Linked DNA regions of Mus musculus: region 2 is linked to region 1. A link is a contact called in public Micro-C data. All regions are on one chromosome and are shown on one strand. The core of a region is the stretch at or near the end of the contact, and the rest is flanking DNA. Distances in the headings are between cores, read along the strand shown. Region 1 holds the start of Nup62cl (nucleoporin 62 C-terminal like). Region 2 has its middle 25 kb from the start of Gm39537.

Region 1 (4,610 bases), core at 1,666-4,165:
TAATCAATTATTTAACCGCGTTTTAAGGTGGTTACGTATATCTAGCAGGCTAGAGGAGACTGTTGGACTTAACCAAGTGAGTCAAAGGGGTCCTATTCTCTGAGAAGCACTCGGTGACATCAGGAATCCAGGAAAGTCACTGAGCGGCTCAAGTAACATGTTTCGCAACCTCCAAGTGTCTGTCTGCAAGTCCTGGGAGGTTTATCTTAGATCTGAGAGCCACCATTTTCTCTATCTTCAACCTTCTGGAAAACACGACAGGGCACTGGACTCCATCTTGAAGAGTCCCAGTAGATCCCTAAAATAAATAGCCTTTACTTTTCCAAGTGGGAAGAGGGACGGAATACCTTTATATCTGCCACTGTGCTGCAAACACACAGAACCTATTTCCAGAGTATTCCTGAACAATCTGCACGTCTGATAATTTCAGTAAAGGCAGACAAACGTCTGAAACCCAGTGGTGTAAGGCCAGTGTTTTTCACAATGCAATATGATTTATTAATATATCATGGTCTCTATCTTTAAAATATAAAGTGTTAGATTGTACTTGCACATAATAATGATTTTTACAAATATGTCAATTATATTGTCTATCTGTGAACTACAGACACAATATAAAGGTGTTTTTTTTTTTTTTTTTTAAAGAAAGCGGCTTGCTACTTATTCCAGGCTGGCCTTGAACTTGTGATCCTCCTGCTTCAGTCTAGTGCTCTCAGCAGTACAGATATAATCCCTTATACCCAGTTCTTAAAATGTATTTCCTTCTATGACTCAGTGTCAAAAGACTTCCAAAACGGTGGCTGAATATTACAGATATGGAATTAATGGAGAAAGGGGCACAACAAAGACCAAACAAGGAAACCAACTGGAATACCAAAATATATATAACACTCTGTAAAAGCATCTAGAGACTTAACAAAATGGAAGGTATTTAATCTGTGATCACCCACAGTAATAAAGGGAATTATGGCATTGCTTATTTGGCTAAAAATCAATAATTTAAGTACCCTACTCCCATATTTTTGTTTATCTTGCATAATAGCAAGCAGAATAATAAATTACTAAAACTTCATTATCACTTCCCCTTTGCCATATGCCGTGAAGTTGTGAAAAGCACAGTACCCGAGACAAGGGCAGTAGTTCAGGACCTTCGTAATCGAATTCCACTCCCTGGGTAACAAAAAAATATTATTAAAACCATCCTATGTCTCCTAGCTTACACCTGGTATCAGATAGCCAAGTTAATTTTACACCATTTTTTTCCCTACCTTTCTCCTTTGCAAATCAAGCAATTCGTGGGAAACTCCTCTAACATGAAGATACTTCCCTATCAGCGACTAAGGGTACGCACACCTAGACTTCCCTACTCTGGAGCAGGAGAAATCTGGGCACTCTGCCCAAAGACTTTCCTGGGACTTAGGAAGCACGGTGGCCTCCTCCGCAGGAGCATCTTACCGGCTGATCCCTCTGCTTTCCCCGGGGCTCCGGGACAGACGGACAGGCTTTTTCCCGGACTCTGGGACGGACCTGCTCTCCGCCCCATCCCCCACCCCGGGCCTTCCGGACGGACCCTTTTCCCCCACCTCCGGGTTCCCGTATGGACCCGCTTTCGCCTTGGCCTCCCAGACGGACCCGCTCTCCCCTCGGGCTCCGAGACGGACCCGCTTTCCCCCCGGACTCCGGGACTGATCCAGGATCTGCTCTCCCCAGGCTCCTGGACGAACCCGCTTCCCACCCCGGGCTCCGGGTCGGACCCCGGACCCGTTTTCCGCCCGGGGTCCCGGACGGACCCGCTTTCCCCCCGGGCTCCGGATCGGACCCCGGACCTACTCTCCCCGGGCTCCCGGACCGACCCGGTTTTCCCCCAGGCTCCCGGACGGACCCCAGACCCGCTTTCCGCTGGGGTCCCGGACGGACCCGCTTTCTCCCCGGGCTCCGGGACGGACCCCGGAACTGCTTTCCTCCGGGGGCCCGGACGGACCCGCTTTCCCCGCCGGGCTCCGGAACGAACCCTGGACCGGCTCTCCCCGAGGTCCCGGACGGAGCCGCTTTCCCCCGCGGGCTCCTGGATAGACCCACTCTCTCCCCCGGGGCTACCAGACGGACCCCGGACCCGCTCTCCTATGGGCTCCGGGACGGACTACGGACCCGCTCTCTCCCGGGCTCCCGGACGGACCCGCTCTCCCCCGGGCTCCCGGACGGACCCGCTCTCCCCCGGGCTCCCGGACGGACCCGCTCTCCCCCGGGCTCCCGGACGGACCCGCTCTCCCCCGGGCTCCCGGACGGACCCGCTCTCCCCCGGGCTCCCGGACGGACCCGCTCTCCCCCGGGCTCCCGGACGGACCCGCTCTCCCCCGGGCTCCCGGACGGACCCGCTCTCCCCCGGGCTCCCGGACGGACCCGCTCTCCCCCGGGCTCCCGGACGGACCCGCTTTCCCCCACCCCCCACCCTGGGCTCCGAGACGGCCACGCTTTCTCCCCGGCCTCCCGGACGGACCTGCTCTTCCCCACGGCCTCCCGGAACGACCCGCTTTTTCCCCCAGCCTCCCGGAGGGACAGGCTTTCCCCCATACGGAATAAAAAGCGCAATCCCACCGCAAGCGCCCAGGGCTCCGCGACCTCCAAGGTACAGGCTCCGGTGGAACCAGTGCCTAGCAGGGACAGAGTCGGCACAACACGTGTTTCTGTCACGGGAGGGGGCGTGAAGAGTCGGAGCATCGCCGAGACCAAAGCTTTCCCATCCCCGCCCGTGAGTCCTACCCTTCCGCGTCCACTGCTCCGCTCCGGACCCGCTGAAGGTACTGAGTTCTCAGACCCGGAATTGGCGACCTGGTAAGGGTGGGGGGCGGCGCGGGAAAGCTCGCCGCGAAAAGCCTGCGGGACAAACGTTAAAGTCCTGCTCTTACCTCCGTGGCTGAACTCGCTCGCTGTCCCGTCTACAAAGTGAGGGCGGAGGCGGGGCGAGAGGCAGGTCCAAGAGAAGGGGGCGGACCCGGACTCGGGCGGAGAAGCAGCAAACTCCCAGGCGCCAGCAGCAACAGATCCTGCAGCCTAACCCGAGTCGACCTACTTAGCTGGAAAAGGGCGGCCGTGGAGGCCAAGCATGGGATTCCCCGGGATTGGTTGCTGCTGGTATTGTTTTAAAGGAGACGCTTCTATGATTGGCTAGCAGAGTCAAACGGGTCCTACAGGTGGAAAAAAAGCGGGTTCAACAAAGTTGTTACCCGGGCAACAGAGAGACGCACAGCGAGGGAGCAGCAGTCTATTTTCGTCCCCTAGGCTGTGAGCTGTGCGGAGCACCGACCAAGGTGAGGAAAACTGAAACTTAGGAGTGAAAACAGAGGAGGGTGCTCAATGCTGTGACTGTCAGAGGAACTAGGGAGAATTTAAAAATACTTTAGAGCTCAATGAGATAGCCCCCAAAAGCCCTATGTTGCTCAAAGTGGAGGCAAATGTTCTCAAAGTTCCTCCCACCCCCCTCAACCCCTGAAGCATGATGTTTCTAGAAAACTACAGAAGGGATGGGTGCTGAACCTCAAAATATTTCCCAATTTTCCTTTCTCAAATCTCACACATACTCAATGGGTCCCCAGTGAGACCCCCCCCCATTTTCATTAAAAAATTAATTTTTAGGTACGTCTGGTGTTCAAAGTTGAAAGACTCATTGTACCTTCCATTTTATGTGAAAAGCAGTATTATTTCAGGGCCAGCAGGTCTTGGATGGGAAATAGAGGAAGAGAGCACTCTGTAAAGTCTTTCAGACATGAAAAAATTAAAATAAAATTGCCCTCACCTCTCACTATGGAACAGTATATCCGTGGGAGGGGATTTCAGTAGCCTGAAAGTTCTGAGGTCATTGGTCATATCCTTAAGAGTGAAGACCAATGGTCACACTCATATTTACTGTACCTTAAAAATATTATTACTCAACCAAAGACTGATTAGGGGAGTATTTTGTCATTTGACTTTAACTTTGAAAACATACACAACTGGGATAAAAACCAAATCTGAGGGATGGGAAAGCACCGAGTTCGAGCTGAGAGATAAGGATTGTTAATCTTAAGAATTTTCCTGTCATAATAGGGATTCAGAACAGACTACAGAAGTAAACAAAACTGGCTTTTTTTTTAACCTTAGTCGTATACTTCAAGAACTGAAAGAAAAATTACCAGTTGACTCTTTTTTTATATAGGAGTGGAATACAAAACTAAGAAAAAAGTACTGCCAACTGTATTAAGTTTACCTGAAATGTGCTATATAGTACCCCATCCCATTTACAATTTAGGCTCCCCTAAACATAAGATCCTTCTGCCACAGCCCTCCCAAGTGCTAGGATTGCAGGCATACTACACAGCTTTTGATGACTCAGGACGAGTCCTATCAAAATAAAGTTTTGCATCTCAGAGTAAAAATTTAGTTTCTAGCTCATGTGAGACCAGCTCCTAGGGAGACTGACATGTGAGGTTCCTTTGAACCCAGGAGTTCAAGATCAGCCTGGCCGAGTTAGGAAGATCAAGTCTCAAAAACCAAAGCAAAGCAACACATCTTTAAAAGGATGGGAGAGACTCTGTGTTTTAAAATAAAGAAACTAGATAAAGTGCAGATGTAGG
Region 2 (4,404 bases), core at 1,789-4,288, 100 kb after region 1:
AGATGTTTAGATCATACTCCTTCACCCTAAGGCTCAAAGACCATTTCGAAAGAGGGGGTGGGAAGATTGTAAGAGCCAGAGGTCAGGGAGGACTAAAGTAAATTAGTGTCTCCCAGACCTGGAAGGACCTTGGCATTCATGAATTCAAAACAGCTGTGGTTTCCTACAAAAAGTTATGTCAATGAACTTCCAGGAGAGGGGGATGAGGGGACCTTCACCCCTAACTGAGGAGTTATTGACAAATGATGGCTTCTAGGGGGTGGGGGAACTCTATTTACCTTTAGGGTGTGGCCCAATAGTTTCGTGACACTCCAGTAGATTGCTGTACACCCATTAGTATGATGGCAGCACAAACCGAATTCAAGGAGTGGGAGAGGCTAGAGAGATGTCTCAGTGGATAAGAGTATTTGTTGTTCTGGGAGATAACCCAGGTTCAATTCCTAGCACCTATATTGTGGCTTATAACGATATAAACTGACAGCATGACTGCTCTGTGGTATGGTTAAGGGGAAAGTTTTCACTGTAGATGTGTGTGTGTGTGTGTGTGTGTGTGTGTGTGTGTGTGTGTGTGAGAGAGAGAGAGAGAGAGAGAGAGAGAGAGAGAGAGAGAGAGAGAGAGAGGAGACATATGGAAGAGTCCAAAGCAGAAGAAGAAAGGAGTAGACTGAACATGGCCAGCAGACATAGCCAGCGCTATCTGCAAGAGAGAGGAGAGTAGGAGGGGACAGAGAGTAAAGAAAACCTAGTGAAAGAAGCAGGAAGAGAGCAGGGAGAGAACGTAATGGGAACAACAGGGTTATAAGGATAATGAGTAGCCAGGGGGGAAGGAAGTCTGTGTGCAGGAGGAAGTTTAGGATAAGAAAAGAGGTGAGAAGGTAAAGGCCATATTGTGGGACAGGAAAGATGGCTCCACAGTTAGGAACATTGGCAGCTCTCGGAGATGACCCAGGCTCAATTCCCAGCACCCCTACAACAGCTCACAAACATCTGTAGATCCAGTTTAAGGAGACCCAGTGTATGTGCATGTGTGTGCAGGGCCCATGGAGACCAGAGGCACCAGCTCCCCTGAAATTAGAGTTAAACTGGTTGTGAGCCTCCTAACATGGGTGCTGGAACTTGAGCTAGGGCTAGTCTACAAGAACGGTATGTAATTTTATTTGCCAGGATATCTCTCCAGTCCCTGATATTATACCTTATACTCAAGGAAAGAGATTCAGAGCTTACGGTATCCTATGGCCTCAGAGGGTCAGGCCAAGGCTTGAACTCAGGCCCATACAGCTAAAGCTTACACTCTTCACTATGTACTATTTTAAACCACTAAATGCTAATAAAAGCAAACATCTGGATTCATTACAAAAAAAAAAAAAAAAAAAAAAGGAGACCCAGTGTCTTCTGCTGGCCTCCATGGGCAACACACACACACACACACATGCACAGGCAAAACACTCATGCACATACAATACAATTTAAGAAATTAAATCCATGATGTGAGATTCATGATTTCCTCTTGTCAATTTAAAAACAAAACAATCAAGGCTTCTGCAGAAGCTGGCCTATTTGCTAAGGAAGATGGAATCTGGAGTAAGAGGTGGCCGGTAAAAGCCTGGGGTTTTCTACTCTGTTAGAACCAGGAAGTGTTTCTGCAGCATATGTATGAGCCCTGGAGAATCTCTGCTGGCCTGTGTCCTGAAGTCAAGCTGTAGGCATCAACGCCAGCTTCCCCCTGCTCCAGGGCCTTGGCTACTCTGAACCATCTACTGCCAGTTACAGCTTTCCATTCCCAAGGTCAAAAGCTAAGGAAGCTGCCCCCTAAAGCCAACACAAATGTTGGCATTCCTAAGCTAAGCACCATGCTGTGGGCAAGTTCTTCTTATCCTGTACTGACCCATTCTCTAAGGTCCTGTGTCCTATAGGAGTGGACATCCTGAAACCTGGGCGGTATCAGACTGGGAGATCAGACTAGGCTGGGTGGAAAGGTCGTAAGTTCCTGTCCGGGCTTCTTCCCTGAAATAGCCTGTGAGCTTGGGGACTTATCCCAGACTGTGTTCCCAGGAAAGCGGGCTAAGCCAGAGCTTTGTGGGTAGGAGACTGCAAGAAGTCAAGCTGTGAATGGACAGTCTCTGAATTGAGGGCCAATTTCTCCCTCTAGCCTCATCCTTCCTTACCTTGGCTACTAGAAGATTCTGTTCCCGTGACCTTTGTTGCTGAAATCCCCCTTCCTTTCCCCTGTTCTTGTGAGCAGGGCATGTCTTTTGTGCACTTAGGAGCAGCTGTGGGGAGAAAGGCTTTGGAGCCAGCTCTGATCTGGAATCCAGATCTAGCTTTGATAAACAGTGTGGCAATGGGCAGGTGACTGACTGAAACTCCCGGAGGCTGTCACAAGAGATGCAGTAATTGGTGTCTGTACCCAACTGGGTTGGTGGGAGAAGCAAATGGGGTAACTCTGGGGGAATGCCCCCCCCGCCCAAAAAGTTTCATAGAACTCAGTGAATGAGTACCACATGTAGGAAAACAGGAAGAACGTCTTCTTCCTACAGGAGGAGAGGATGATAGGAGAAACTGAGGCACTAATCACCCCTGGAGCCTCAGAGTCCTGGAGTCTCTGGAGTCCCTTAGAACTCAGCGAAAGGGAAAACAGAGCCTGAGGGAGGGACACCTGGGAGAGTTAAGAGGAGACATGACCCCGAGCCATGTGAGGCGGACAGGGAGCTAGACATATAGGCACCAGGTGCAGGGGCCCTGATGAGAAAAAGTAAAAAAAAAAAAAAGAGTCAGGTTACCAAAACGGCTAGGAAAGAGTCTACTGGGGCAGGACAACCCAACCAGGTTAGGGAGGAGGGCAGGGTGAAGGAACTCTAGCCAGTCCAAGCACGGCAACATGGCTCTGACAGGCCTTGTCCTTCCTTATTCCCTCTGCCTTGCTAAAAAGAAAAAAGGAAAAAAAAAAACTGTTAGATTACACTTCTAAAGCTAGCCACAGAGGATCATTACATTCTTTGGCCACTTCCTCCTCCTGAGGCTGACTACCAAGGTCCAGCAAGCAAAAGCGGGCCATTACCTCACCTAATTAGCCTGTCCAATCAAAATGAAACACCTCATCCTAACATGGGGTTTCCCCTTTTACCTTTATAAATGGCTATTTTCCTATGGGCCAGATCTGTCTCCTCTCTACCCAGAGGCAGTCCTTTGTCCTTCCCTTCCCTGTCTCCCTTGACCCTTTTCTCCCCCTCCCTGTTGCCTTACCTTTCTTCCTCTTCCTCTACTTCCTGTCTTTGTCTCTTATGCCTGCCCTCTGTCCCTGCGGGGCAAATAGTGCTCCTTTGTGCTGAACGCGGTCTTGGGGTGTCTTGTGCCTACTCTGAGAGTTTCTAGTATACCAGTCATACCCTGTAAATAGGTAGAGACTGAGGGTTACAGGGAGAACCTGGCAGCCAGGTCCACTCTGATACGTTAAATAGGCACCTCAGTTAGCCTTTGTCCCAGGTTTGAGACCTAACTCTCAGTAACTCTTAGTTCCCTTCTCCTCTGAACCCAAACTACCCAATCCAAACAGTGGTTTGAAACCTAGTTTGCAATGAAGAAATGTTGTACATAAATTGGTATAGTTCTTGCAAACTCATAACTCTAGAAAAATGTGACCCATGACAATGAAATCCTCAGTATATATTTAAACTTCCCCTGTTCTGCCGGTCTCTCACTGTCACAGGCCCCTCAGTCTTAAGGACACAGATTACTTCGTAGCCCCTTCTGTCAAGAAGTCAGTGTCGCTTGGGCTTTTCAAAGATGTGCATTCTCAGCCACCACATGGGGCCATCAGCCTGAGAGTTACTGTAGGTAGTTCTCAACTGCTACAGCTCTGGAACTCAGGGCTCATCATGGGCCACTGGTTCCAGGGAAGATGAGTGCCACAGTTTCCTTCACCACTCTCTCCTCATGTGGGAAGAACGAGGCATGACAGCAAGAATTAGAAAAACTCCACAAAGAGCAAGGCTTTTGTCACAAGGCCCAACTTGGGTTAACTTGTACTCTATAACTACTGAGACCCAGGAGTGGGCCGCTGAGCCCTGTCTGTAGCTGGCTGGAACCTCCTTGTGTGATGCAATCCTTGCCTCTGCACGAGTTCCCCTGGGTCCAGAGTCCCTTGACTTTCCTGTCTCTTCAGTACAGCCCCTAAGGCTGAGAGTCTCAACTTGTTTACACTAGTCTAACAGCACCTGCACCACCTGGGGAAGTATGTCACAAATGTACATTCTCAGAACCTCCCCACACCACTTCATGTGATTCCTGATAAGGGTCCCAAGTTCAGGACTGGACACGGGCTCTAGTTGCATAAATCACTTTACAAACACAGGGTGGATATGATTTGCTTGCTTTGGGGGGAAACAGGGAGGACATTTGAGACAG

Evidence for each region. Hi-C and Micro-C count contacts between places; a contact is called where the count stands out from the background.
Region 2: a contact with region 1 is called in a Micro-C map of trophoblast stem cells, with 3 times the contacts expected there. The contact joins the enhancer-like site here to the promoter of Nup62cl in region 1. A contact is called at or near these places in 3 of 484 Hi-C or Micro-C datasets (embryonic stem cells, frontal cortex and trophoblast stem cells) and 1 of 9 other capture datasets (adipose tissue).

What each region holds. Positions count from the first base shown.
Region 1 is chrX:140,059,653-140,064,262 of GRCm38.p6, forward strand. Nup62cl (nucleoporin 62 C-terminal like) reads right to left here and starts at 2,916. Exons shown (of 9, transcript NM_001081668.1): 1 at 2,761-2,916. It overlaps Dnaaf6b (dynein axonemal assembly factor 6B), which reads left to right and starts at 3,227. Exons shown (of 7, transcript NM_177921.3): 1 at 3,227-3,308.
Region 2 is chrX:140,162,018-140,166,421 of GRCm38.p6, forward strand. No RefSeq gene overlaps it. Among named protein-coding and RNA genes, the nearest start is that of Gm39537, 25 kb to the left of the region's middle. Within about 2 kb of position 3,039, at least 3 of the 459 cell types and tissues checked have an H3K27ac peak or open chromatin away from gene starts, as enhancers often do. A contact at or near this core is called in trophoblast stem cells, where this site is marked.